Linked DNA regions of Ovis aries: region 2 is linked to region 1. A link is a contact called in public Hi-C data. All regions are on one chromosome and are shown on one strand. The core of a region is the stretch at or near the end of the contact, and the rest is flanking DNA. Distances in the headings are between cores, read along the strand shown.

Region 1 (6,352 bases), core at 2,611-5,110:
CCTAATCCTTCCCTCCTCAAAAGCCCCTCCCTCTCGGCAACCACAAGTCTGTTCTCTGTGTGACTCTGTTTCGTTTTGTAGGTAGGATCATTCGTGTCATATTTCAGGTTCCACACGTACGTGCTATCATATGGTATTTGTCTGTCTCACTGCACTTAGTACGATCATCTCTAGGTTCATCCACGTTGCTGCAAATGGTATTATTTTATACTTTTTAATGGCTGGGGAACATTTAACATTCAGTTTATATATATACATAACTGTGGCTTCGTGTCTTGGCTGTTGTAAATAAGGCTCCTGTGAACATAGCAGTACATGTATCTTTTTGAATTAGAATTTTGTCTGGGTATGTGCCCAGGAGTGGGATTGCTGGATCATATGGCGATTCTAGTTTTAGTATTTTGAGGAACCTGCATACTGTTTCCCACAGTGGCTTCGCCAACGTACATTCTCTCCAACAGTGTAGGACGGTTCCCTTTTCTCCACGCCCTCTCCAGCACTTATTATTTGTAGACTAAAAAAAGTCCCTTTTACTTATCACTGGACTGGAGGTGCTGACTGCAAGAGAATGAAAGGTGAGGGTAGGAGTCAGCATGTGGAAATGAAAGAAAAAACAAACTACATTCCAGGAAGACGACAGGCTTCAAAGTTTCAGGTGCTACTAGGGGTTGTGTGTGACCTTAGGTCCTTCAGAGACCGCGAGGGAAATTCCTGCCCGTCTCTCTGGACCTGGGAGGACCACATCTGAGGTTGATAATGCCTGCAAAATTCAGGGGTTTCCCTCTCAGCATAGTTTTTGTATTTTTATGGAGGCAGAACAGCCAGAAAGGAGTGGAATTCGTCCCCACCCTCCAGCCAAATACAGAAAACCAGACCCCTCTGACTCAGGTATTGTAGTTTTGAATTTGGGGGCTGTTGGTCTCAAATATCACAGAATAGGGAACCACATTCAAAATGCAATTGGCAGTTGGTCCCTAGAGTTCCTGGCAGTCCTGGTTGCCTGTGCAGGCCTGCCCTGACACCTGCATGACACCACACGCAGTCTCTGAGCTTTACACCATGCAGCTTTTAAAAAATTAACTATTTTATTTTTTGGCTGTGTGGGTCTTCACTGCCACACACAGGCTTTCTGTGTGGTGAGTGGGGGCTACTCTTGGTTGCAGTGCACACGCTTTCTATTGCAATGGCTTCTCTTGTTGCAGAGCACGCGCTCCAGGGCAAGTGGGCTTTAGTAGTTGCAGCACGTGGGCTCAGTAGTTCCTGCTCTTGGGCTCGAGAGCATTGGCTCAGTAGTTGTGGAGCCTGGGCTTACTGGCTCCATAGCATGTGGGATCTTCCCAGACCAGGGATCAAACCTGTGTCCCTTGCATTCCAAGGCAGATTCTTAACTACTGGACCATCAGGGAAGCCCCGGCAAGTAACTTTTTGTGTCTCCCTTCTGCATTATCAGACTGATCTCCCTTGGAGACTCTAAAGTCCTACTGCTATCCTCCACACATCCTTTTCTTTGCATTCATGCTAGGAATAGGTGTGTTATCATTAAAATGACATCTGATTCTGCTCTCTGCCTGTCCCTGACTACTGAGGCATCCTGCCACATGTTTATTAGTGGATCCGCTCTACTGCAGAGCTTCTCAACTGAGCGGTTTTTTCTCCCTCCCCAGGGACATATGGCAACGTCTGCAGACATTTTTGGTTATCACAACTCGTGAGTTGGGGAGGGGTGAGGCTGGCATCTAGTGGGTAGGCACCGGGGATGCTGCTATGTATCTTATAAAGCGCCCACAGCAAGGGGCTGTGAGACCCAGTGTCTACAGTGCTGAGGTTGATAAATCCTGCTGCACTGTGAACTGCTGGGAAGGTTCTTTGTCTTTAAAAAAAAATCAATTTAGAGATGCTCTTGACCGGTCACAGGCATTTTACTGTTTAAATAATGTATTTACTTGTCTGTGCTGGGTCTTCTCTCCAGTTGCGGCACATGAGCTTCTCATTGCAGTGGCTTCTCTCGTTGCAGAGTCCGGGCTCTGGGGAGCACACGTTTCAGCAGTTGTGGCACGTGCGCTCAGTAGTTGCGGCCCCCCCCACCCCGCCCCGCCCCCGGCTCTAGAGCACAAGCTCAGTGGTTGTGGCACATGGCTTAGGTGCCCCGCAGCATGCGGGATCTTCCCAGGATTCGGGGATCAAACCCGTGTCTCCTTGGGTTGGCAGGCAGACTCCTTACCACTCAGCCACCCAGGGAAGCCCGCAGGCATTTTATCTGCCATCTGCATTGCAACGGGAAATTTTGGAATTCCCCCCAATCCATCCTCTTTTCATTTTGTTTATGGTATCTTTGGACACACGTATAAAAATTAATGCAGTCACATATGTGCTTCACTTTTTATTACAGTCTCTGAGTTTCCTGTCCTGGTTGAGTCTCTGCTACCCTTGTTCAGGGCACATGGTTTTCTATTTCCAGTTCTGTTAGGGTTGCTATTTATTGTTCAATTCATTAGGCCTTAATCCATCTGGAACTGATTTTTGTGACTGGTGGGAGGTGAGGGTCCAAAGACAGATTTTTTTCCAGGTAGAGAGCCAGCTGTGGTTTTATCATACCTCAAATTAGCTATCCTTCCCCACTAAATTAATGTCACACACACATATACGGCACCCTCTTCTTTTCCAGTGATACTTGTCAATCTTTGGTTAGTACCATCAGATCCTGATTATGTGGTTTTGTAGTACCACAAAGGCCAACTCTCACTTCTATTCCTTTTTTTTTTCCCCTTAAATAATTTTTGGGTCAATTCAGACATTTCTTCTTTCTTAGGTCTTCAAATAAATAACGGAAGCCTCTTCTTCCTCCCATGCTGGGTTTTGTTGCTCAGCTTTCTGTTTGTAGCACAGTGCACTTTTCGTCTGCGTCGCTGGTGAGGACTGTGACAGTCATTGGTTCCTGGAGTCCCTCCTGCCAGCCGCACTCTGTGCCCTGTCCCAAGCAGCAGCATGGTGCCTGGCACGTGGCTGGAGCTGGAATAAACGAAGGAATGTATGATGCAGATCTTTTTTTTTTTTTTTTTTCCCAAACAGGAAAACTAGTTCTCTCTTTTGTGTTGGTTTGGGACCTGGCAGTCAGAGGTTGGCTTAGTCCTTGTCATTGTCGAGGGGTGGCCTCAGACAGTCGTTTCTCTCCTCTGCTTCGGTTTTCTTACCTGTCAGGCTGGACCTGATGAGCCCTGAGCACCTTCCACTCTCACGCAGCTGGGGGTGGGGAAGTGATGAAGAGCTCTAGGGAGACGCACCACGCAAACGGAAACGCTGGGTTGACTTATCGCAGGCACAGTGCAGGGGCCTCCATACTTTTAGGGGCCCATGAAAATGGCCCACTGTCTTTTAAAAATTGGAAGAAAACGAAGTCATCCCTTTTAAGTCACATGATCTGGCTTTAGGTCCGATCCCCCTAGAAAGGGGCGGGGGGAGGGAAGAGGAAGAGGCTCAGATGGGAAGGGATGGGTTTTTGCCTGCTCCATGTTCACGACCACAGCCGCGTTTTCCAGATGCCAACACGCACGCAGGCCTGTAGCTTAGAAACTGCAAGCCCAGGAGTCAAACCCAGTATTTCTGGGCCGAGCCCCGCCTCCGGGGAAACAAAGGGCAGTCACACCGCAGGCTTCCTCTCAGGCTGCCCAACCACTGCGCCACCCGACCAAGCTGGAAGTGTCCCCATCGGGTGCTGAAGGTAGACCTCTGGGCCCTCTGTGAGGCGAGGCAGTTTGGGCCGGGGTAGAAGTTCCCGGTACCCAACCCCTCCTCTCTGGGCACGTCCCTGGGATTCCACCCGCCCCGGCTCCAGCTCCTTTCCCAGCCTGGAGGGCCGGCCCGAGAGGCTCTGCTGGCGCTCTGGCGCCCTCCAGTGACCATCTGCTCTAAGGCCCGCTCTCAGCCCTTCCCCCTCCCTCCCTCCCCAGCCCTTCCCCCTCCCTCCCTCCCCAGCCCTTCCCCCTCCCTCCCTCCCCAGCCCTTCCCCCTCCCTCCCTCCCCAGCCCTTCCCCCTCCCTCCCTCCCCAGCCCTTCCCCCTCCCTCCCTCCCCAGCCCTTCCCCCTCCCTCCCTCCCCAGCCCTTCCCCCTCCCTCCCTCCCCAGCTCCGGGCAATCTGCTGCCTGATTGCTTCCTCATCTCCCTCCAAGCACAAAGAAGTGACCTGCGGAGGGGGGCATTTCTCTTTCAAAGCCTCCCAGGTCACTTGCCCCTCCCTAGCCCACCCCACTACTTTAAGTCAGTCAGCTTTAAATCAATCAGCATCGCCTGAAATCACATGAGCTGGCTTTAAATCAGTCAGTCACTATGGAGAACAGAATGGAGGTGCCCCAAAAAACTAAAAATAGAGTTGCCATGGGATCCGGCAGTGATACTCCTGGGCATATATCCAGGGAAAACTCTCATTCGAAACGCACTTCAGTGTTCACACCAGCACTAATTACAATAGCCAAGACATGGAAGCAACCTAAATACCCATCGACAGATGAATGGATAAAGAAGATACGGTATACAACTAATATGGAATATTACTCAGCCATGAAAAAAGAACAAAATAACGCCATTTGCAGCAATGAGTGGACCTAGAGATTATCATATTAAGTGAAGTAAGTTAGACAAAGACAAACGCCATATGGTATGACTTACATATAGAATCTAAAATATGACACTAAAAAACATTTACACGAAAAGAAACAAACTCATAGACATAGAGAACAAACTCAAGGTGAGCAAAGGGGAAAGGAGGGAGGGATAAATTAGGAGTTTGGGATTAGGAGATACAAATTATTATACATAATAAATAAACACAAGGTACTACTGTAGGAAAAAAACAGGAAGAAGCCCCCTCCCCCCAGTGTGTGTGCACACACACTCATATTCTCTCTCTCACATACATACACACACACTCACACACTAACGCCAGCCCAGGCACTGACTCTGAGGTCACAATGAACAGGCTGCAGAAAGCAATTTCACTGCCAGGCATTCTGATAATACAGTTATTGAAACCGCTAGCTGACAACAGTTAATGCAGTAACTAAGATAACTTGGCCTAAAAGCTTTGATTTAAAATTACCCTGGCATGTGTATACTGTCTAATTATTCTCTCCCATGATCTACCCTCTCATTAAAGTCAAATTTCTTTGTGAGAAATTCTACATTTTGCACCACGATTGGGAAGAAGCCACATGCACTCACCTGCTCATGACAGGGGTGGGCTATCAGAGGAGCTAAAGGGGAACGGCGTGTCCTGTCCTCCCAGGTGCGGGGAGATCCGTCTCTGCAACAGACCACACCCTCCTTCCCAGCTTTCCCTTAGGAAAGGACCGGTGGAAATCTACTACACCTGCATCAGCTGAGGACCCCAAACAACTAGGTGCCTAAGTGGGAGGGAGGTGCCCATGGGGCTGGAAGAGGCACCTCGAACTCAGAGAAAACTCAATAAGCTGGCATCCAATTCACTTCTCCACCGGTGAGAAAGCCCAGGCTGACCTGCTGGAGACCAAACACCAAGCCGGTGGCAGCAGTGGGAACAGAAACTGTTTTCAGCGCAAAGCTGCTCTCACTGCGCCTGCCATCACGTCTCCTTCTAACTCACGGTTTCCTGGCACATCCCCACCTAGCAGAGCTCCAGGCGTGGTGTGTGGCTCCTGGCATGGAGATGCTGTTGGCTGGACCAGGCTTCTGAGGCCACGCTCCAGGGTGGCCCCTGGCTGTTGGGCGGTTCTCTTTTGTCTGCATCTCTAGCCAGCTGCCTGCCAGGCCCTCGGCCAATCTAGGATTCTGCGATGGGGTTGGGCACCTGACGAGGCTCACCTGTGGGAGGAGGGTCGTGGCCAAGGCTTCTGTTGGCAAGCTCTCGGCCAGTGTCTGAACAAACAGCATCCTTGCTGTGTGTGTAAACCCTCAGAGGTACTGCGATACTGTTTTTTAAACATAAGCCCCACTTGGCATATTTCGGAGATAAATTCCCCCATTAAAGTTCTGGGATGACATGCATTTAGAATGAGCAGGAAGACACAGTATGCTCACAGATGATCTATTACTTGGGGGACTTTAAAACTCTCACCAGAAATCATTCACCCTCTTCACCCTTTTGGGCATCAGCACAGGCAAGGCTTGGCTGCACTCTGTATTTATCCCTGTGATTTCTCTAGACTCTTTCCTTCCAGGAAGAATCTCTGGCCTCTGCAGGGACTGAGTGGTGACAGGTAACTCTGAGGCTGAAATGCTGGAATAAGAGAGACAAGGTCTGCAAACATTTGGATAGCTGGGGCAAAGGAGATTTCTCTGTGGAGAGGTGTAAACACAAGTACTGAGGCCTGGGCATGGGGC
Region 2 (6,352 bases), core at 1,642-4,141, 180 kb before region 1:
AAGCTAGAAATGGTGAGGTGAGGCTGCCGGACTGACGGCCAGGAAGAATTTGCTGAAAAGGTTTTGCCAGATGTTGCGTTGGATTTAGTTGGTTGGCGAAGGGGGTGTTGTGGATTTTTCCTGCTTTTTTGTTAGCCGAAGGCTGCTGCTGTAGTTGTTGTGAAGACATTTGGTAAATAAACAGCTGAGCTGATTGGCCAGGAATGTGTGGGCGGTCGAGGTGGCTGCTGCCGATTTGGTTAAGGTTGGAGAGAAGGCTGAGAGAAAACAGCATGCTCGGGAACCAAAGGGCGGTGCAACCTGACGACTGGCCATGCCTGGGTCATGTGAAACGACACCAGCCAAGCTGAATGGGGCGCGCTGGTCACATGACGCTGAAAGGGCTAGTTGACTGGCTAATGCAGACTCAGAGGGTGGTGAGAAGAGACATGATGGTGACTCTGTAACGGGGTTCATTTTTATTAATAGATGGACCAAAAAGCACAAAAAAAAATGAAAAACAAGCCATCAGTACAACCATCTATTAGCTAACAAATACTCTTTATTATGATGGGCAACAGTGTGTTGTTTTGTTTTTCAAAACAGCAAAAGGGGCAAGATTTTGAACTCCTATCTCCTAGGACTTCACTCACCTGTAAGAGGTAAATTCAGTCCTATAGAAACTATTTTGGAAGTTTGAGGAGATGTGGAGTTAGCATCCAGACAATACTGCCTGGTCCAAGAATGATGCCATTTTCAATTATAAAAAAAAACCTGCATTCTCTCCTATTTGGGTTTGAAGAACAGATGACTGGGATTACTTTAGCCCCCTTTATTGGTCAGTGACTTTAGTTTCAGAATGATTTCTACTTTACCAGTTGTAACAATAAAACAGCTGCCTGTTTGATAAATATTACAATCGTGCTAACAGTAGAAAACACATTTTTGTGAAGAGCTAGAGTTGAATGTAATGTTTGTCATTATGGAGTCAAGAAATGGAAAAAGGCCTAAACTGAAGTATAAGGGAAGACTTGGAAAGATGCAACTAGAAGATGAACTAGAAGACAGATCCAAGATAGAAGTTACTGACTACCAACATGAACAGTGACCTAAAGACAAAAGCCAACACTCAGCACAACTCACATATCCCAAACTACACCCAACAAACGTTTCATAAAAACCTGATTCTTCAAAGTTAAAACCCACCAACAAACTGAGAGAGATACCTGTTCCTATTAGCTACACCAACACCTCTAAACACGCTCTCTCTAAGTACCTGCGTCGAGGTGGAGGACTCCTCCTCCGATAATCATCTCGAGGGCGACGACCCCAAGAAGGAGGTGGGCCACGATTACGACTTCTCTTTTCACCATTCGATAGTTCCACTCTTACTCGGCAGCCACAGAGTGTTCTAGGAGGCAAAAAACAGTAAATTTAAAACAGCCAAACTAATTTTCTAAGAGATGTGCATTATAGCAAGGAAAAAACAAATACAAAGCCCCCCCTTATAGCTAGCTTCTTTGCAAAGAATCCAACTGAATGTCTGCCGAATCCTTAATACCAAAGCAAGTTTTAGTTCCTTATTTTTCTAGTAAAGAAAACCAACTTCCTTATGTTTTATTGCTGTTAGTCTGATCATTGGGCTCAATGCTAACAGTTAAAATTTAAGTATGAAAACGTAGATTCATCCCCCAAGCTAGTTCATATGTACATCCTGTTTTGACTTCTTCCTTCAGAAGTTGCAGCAACTGTTTACCAATCATAAAGACTATTTGTTGGTCTCTCTCCTCCCCATTCCCTCTAAGCAAACATCAGTAAACAGGACAGAAGCATCCTGGACATTTTACATTTTCCTTTCCCTTCAATCATCACACAACAGTTTAAATGTAAGAAACTGTAGCTGAGAACAATTAAAAAAAAAAAAAAGACCTTTATATCCCACCTACTCATTAATGGTCCACATCACTAAGTTTAGATAAGCCACCATATGTGGACAGTGACTGGGAAGAGGTGGGGCCCTGGAAAAATGTTTTTGTAATCTGCTTAGATAAATGACCTTTTACGTAAAAATGACCTTTTACGTATCTTTATAGTCAACTTGCAGACCCTTTAATTTTTGGATCTTAATTCTGTTCCTTGGTTTCATGAAACCCAAGTTTTCAAATGCCAGGAAGAAGGGCAACACCTGTTCACTGTTGAAGACTCAGGTGTTAACTTACCAGTCAGCTAACAGAATATTGTAATACAAAGGGAAATATTGTTATATGATCCACATTTCCTAAACAAATATTTCCAACATGTATCAAAAAAAGATAATAGTACAATAAACCCATATAACCATATCCACCTACAATCAATCTGTGGCCATTAAGAGGAATGATTGATCCACAATTATTTTAGACACAATTCAAAGGCGACAACATGACTGATGCTTTGTGGTGGATTTAGATTAAAATGTTTCAACCACATGAAGTCACACACCCAAGCTGACCATTACAGTTATTTTCTCCAATGGCCAACTGAATAAAAAAACTTCCCATCTTCACAAATTGTTCACTTTTTTGATTGCCAAAAAAAGGTTTTATGTAAATTTCCAATAACATCAATTTCAGATAGCAAAGAAGCCATCTAAAAGCCATATATCCTAGAGATTTTAAATATTAAAACACCATAAACTATCATTAATTAAATTAATCAACAAATTACCTCCCATCTAGCTCTCGGACAGCATCAGCTGCGTCTCGGGGATCTTCAAATTCAACAAAAGCAAAGCCGGGAGGGTTTCTAGCAACCCACACACTTCGGAGTGGTCCATAATAGCCAAAAGCTCGTTCCAATTCAGTCTTGTTACCATTGTTTCCAAGATTACCTACATAAACTTTACAGTCCAATGGACAGGAATCACGATGCATTTCTGCAATTAGAAAACATATATATATATATATTATAGTCCACAGTGAAAAATAGACTCAGGAAAGAACTCAATACTAAAACCCAAAAAGCTAGGACTATCCCAGTAGTTACCGTTAACTGCATAGAAGCCAAAACAAATTGTGAAAGAAGGGGGGAAAAAAGCCTCCTTGAAAAGCAGGGGGAGGTGGGGAGTCAGGGAAGAAAACACACCAGGAGTGTTTACCAAAGTAGAAACTAAGGATTCTACCTATTCCAATGAATTTCACCTGGAAGAGTAGGATCACCTACTCAGAAGCAAATTCAAAAACAAAATGAAACTCGCTTAAGACAATCACCAAGAAAACTGATACTAATGTGCCTTCACAGGTCAAGTTAACCAGCATCACTCCTCACAATGCAAGACAAATCTGTTTTTAAAAAATGTACCTTACTCTATTCTCAATAGCCAAACGTGTCAAGCCAAATATCCAGCAACAGGTCGATAAGCAAAATGTACTATCCAAATTATTCCAGAATCAAGTACCCATAAATGCTACAAATGTGAAATGAAGCGTCAGAGTATACTGTTATAGATAACAGACACAAAATAGTGCACATATTACGATTCCAAGGATGTGAATTATCCAAAACGGGCAAATCCAGAAACATTTTAGTAGGTACCGGGGCTTGGGGAGAGAGGACAGGGCAAAAGGTGAATCGATGCTTCGGTATACAGGTCACTTCACTGGGTAAAAAAGAAGTTCAAACTAGTGAGGTGATAGCTGTACAACAATGTGAACATACTAAATACCTCCGAATTGTGCACTTTAAAATGAAGCTTATGTTAATTTCACCTCAGAGAAAACACATTTGTTACTTAAAATTTAAGCCACCTAGGGGGCTTACATTTTTACAAACTTTAGATACTTACACAGTCACTTAAGCAATATCTCATCAGCTTATAGGCAAGTTATCCATTGCATAAAAGAGCAGTCTGCCCATGAACTCAGCTCAAGGGCTTTACCATTTTTTTCTCACTCTGGGTTTATCCAATTAAAAAAAAAAACCAGTCCAGACACATCCTAATTGCGTGACCCCACCCTGCAACCTGGAGTTCTGAGACCAAATCACTGCTGAGGAATGTGTTTTTTCCCCCCTTTCCAGAAACTTTACAGTGACCAGTTTCAGGCCCATGCATCAACAGGAAAACTCACAAGAACAATTCAGCTCAAGAAAGGTCTGTTTAAAAGAAAAAAAAAAAAGTTATTGGGTCCCGACTGTAAAAAGTGAACTCAAGTTTAAGAAAAAAAAAAAAAAAACAAAAATGAAAGTGAGCATAGAAATCACTTAATATGGTTCCAAAGGCTGAGTTTTGATTAGTGACCTGAAGGAAAAAAAATGATAAGCTACTTAAGGAAACGTGTTGCCCCCCCCCCCCCAAAAAAAAAAAGGGCGCCACAAATTGAAAAGCCGCGGCCTGGAGTACAACCGACTACTGAGTCGACTCGGATAATCTCCCTTCCCGGCTCACCGCCTCTCCGTTCCCAGTGTAGGATTAAAAACATCTCCACTCTGAGGCCTGGGTATATCTCCGAGGGGCTGAAAGCCCCCGCCACAGCCCCTAGCTGAACGTCACAAAATGGCGGCACCGTCTCTTTGTCTCAGCCTGCCGCCGCCATTGGGCCTATCCCCACTTCGGCCCCTTTAAGGCCCATTTCCCACCTCATTCCTTTAGTAGTCGTTCGCTTACCGAGATCTTGGGTTAGAAATGCGGAGGTCCAAATCCACAGAACCTAGGCTAGGTCTTCCCGGTCCCCTCCCGTCCGGCGTCCCCGGATGCTCTCGCACACCCGGCGTCCACGAAATGGCGGACCACCGCCGTCTCCTCGCCTCTACTTATACGACACACCAGAGTCACATGATTGGATGGGCTCGCCCAATGAGAGGCGGAGAACGCCGTGACGTAGTGGCTACAAACGCAGCGAGAATCGCGGTTGCTGGGAGCGCGCTCAGGTCTTGGCGCCTTGTCCGTAGAGGCGGCCGTGGGGTGTCTTAGGCCCCGAGTTCCCTCAGGTGTAATTCCCCAGTTGCTGACTTCCAAGTTATCCTCAGTCCCGTCTCCCTCACCTCCAAATAGGCGGGGGTTTAAGAACACCTTCGCTGTCACTCTGATAAAACGTTTTGCTCCTAATGAGATTAAAGTATTAAATAAAGTATTCACTAATTACTTCATCCTCGTAAGCGGTTAGGCTGGAACTAAGACCATCACGTTTAGGAAAGTACTTAGGAATTGCTCCCAAGGTCAATGAGCCTTTGTGATTAAGCTGCCACCAGACTGTGCCAACCGGGGTCCCACAGTTAGAGAAAAGCCCAAGCCTAGAAAGTCTGCGGAACTCTGGCTGAATTCTCACGTCTCACGCAAACTGCAGGATTTGACCGAGACGATGGCGTATTATCACGGACTCTTGAAAAGTGTAATAGCAACGCAAACGCAAATGAGACTGGTCAGGCCATCTGGAAACTACCACATTTAGCAAATAAAAGTGGAAGTTCCTGAGGAAGATTGAATTTAAATTCAGGGCTCCGAACGAGTGCTATCCTTTCTCCTAGCAAAGGCTGCTGTATTGGCCTGGGGGCAGGGGTGGGGTCCATGGGTCACTCATAACTTCCTGTTTTCTACGTCCCCAAAAGAAAAAAAAAAAAAACACGAGCCGCAAGGTTAACTATTGGGAGAGAAATATAGCGACTGTGGCTTCCCAGTTGGCGCTGGTGGTAAAGAACCCGCCTGCTAATGCAGGAGATGAAAGAGGTGGGTTCCATCCCTAGGGGAGGGAAGATGCCCTGGAGGAGGACATGGCAACCCAGACAACTCCAGTGTTCTTGCCTGGGAAATCTCATGGACGGAGGATTCTTGCGGGTTACAGCCCAGAGTGGAACTGTAGCTACTTAGCACTCGTGTCAGAAAAATCACCAAGAGCCCCTTCCTCAGCACAGTGAGGTCAGTTAGGAAGCTTGCCTGGTGTTCCCTAGCCGCTTTCACTGGAGTCTGTGTTAGTTGCTCAGTCGTGTCCAACTCTTTTGCTACCTCAGGGAGCTCACCAGTCTCCTCTGTCCATGGGATTTTCCAGGCAAGAATACTGGAGTGGGTTGCCATTTCCTCCTCCAAGGGATTTTCCCGACCTAGGAATCCACCTGGGTGTCCCGCATTGCAAGCAGATTCAGTGGAGTCTGACTTAATGCTAAACCTGCTCTCAAGAGAAACGCTAACAACTTGTGTTTTCCCACCGTTACCTGAAAGATATACCAATTATTGTTTTGTTTCTCTCAGGTGTTCTCTTACTGTGGCTCTGAAAGGTTTATCCATAGTGGTGGTGGGGGGGTGGGGATACAAAGATTTAATAGCCCTGAGCCTTAGTTTTTACATCTGTAAAATGGGGCTTCCATACCAGCAAGGGAAGAGTAGGGAAGGAGAAATGCAGTA

What was found. Hi-C and Micro-C count contacts between places; a contact is called where the count stands out from the background.
Region 2: a contact with region 1 is called in a Hi-C map of blood, with 3 times the contacts expected there. The contact joins the promoter of SRSF3 here to the enhancer-like site in region 1. A contact is called at or near these places in 3 of 16 Hi-C or Micro-C datasets (blood, muscle and tail adipose tissue).

What each region holds. Positions count from the first base shown.
Region 1 is chr20:10,428,734-10,435,085 of ARS-UI_Ramb_v3.0, reverse strand. No RefSeq gene overlaps it. Among named protein-coding and RNA genes, the nearest start is that of PXT1, 28 kb to the left of the region's middle. Within about 2 kb of position 3,860, at least 27 of the 54 cell types and tissues checked have an H3K27ac peak or open chromatin away from gene starts, as enhancers often do.
Region 2 is chr20:10,604,949-10,611,300 of ARS-UI_Ramb_v3.0, reverse strand. It overlaps SRSF3 (serine and arginine rich splicing factor 3), which reads right to left and starts at 2,891. Exons shown (of 5, transcript NM_001195316.1): 1 at 2,686-2,891; 2 at 1,256-1,390. The coding sequence starts at 2,891.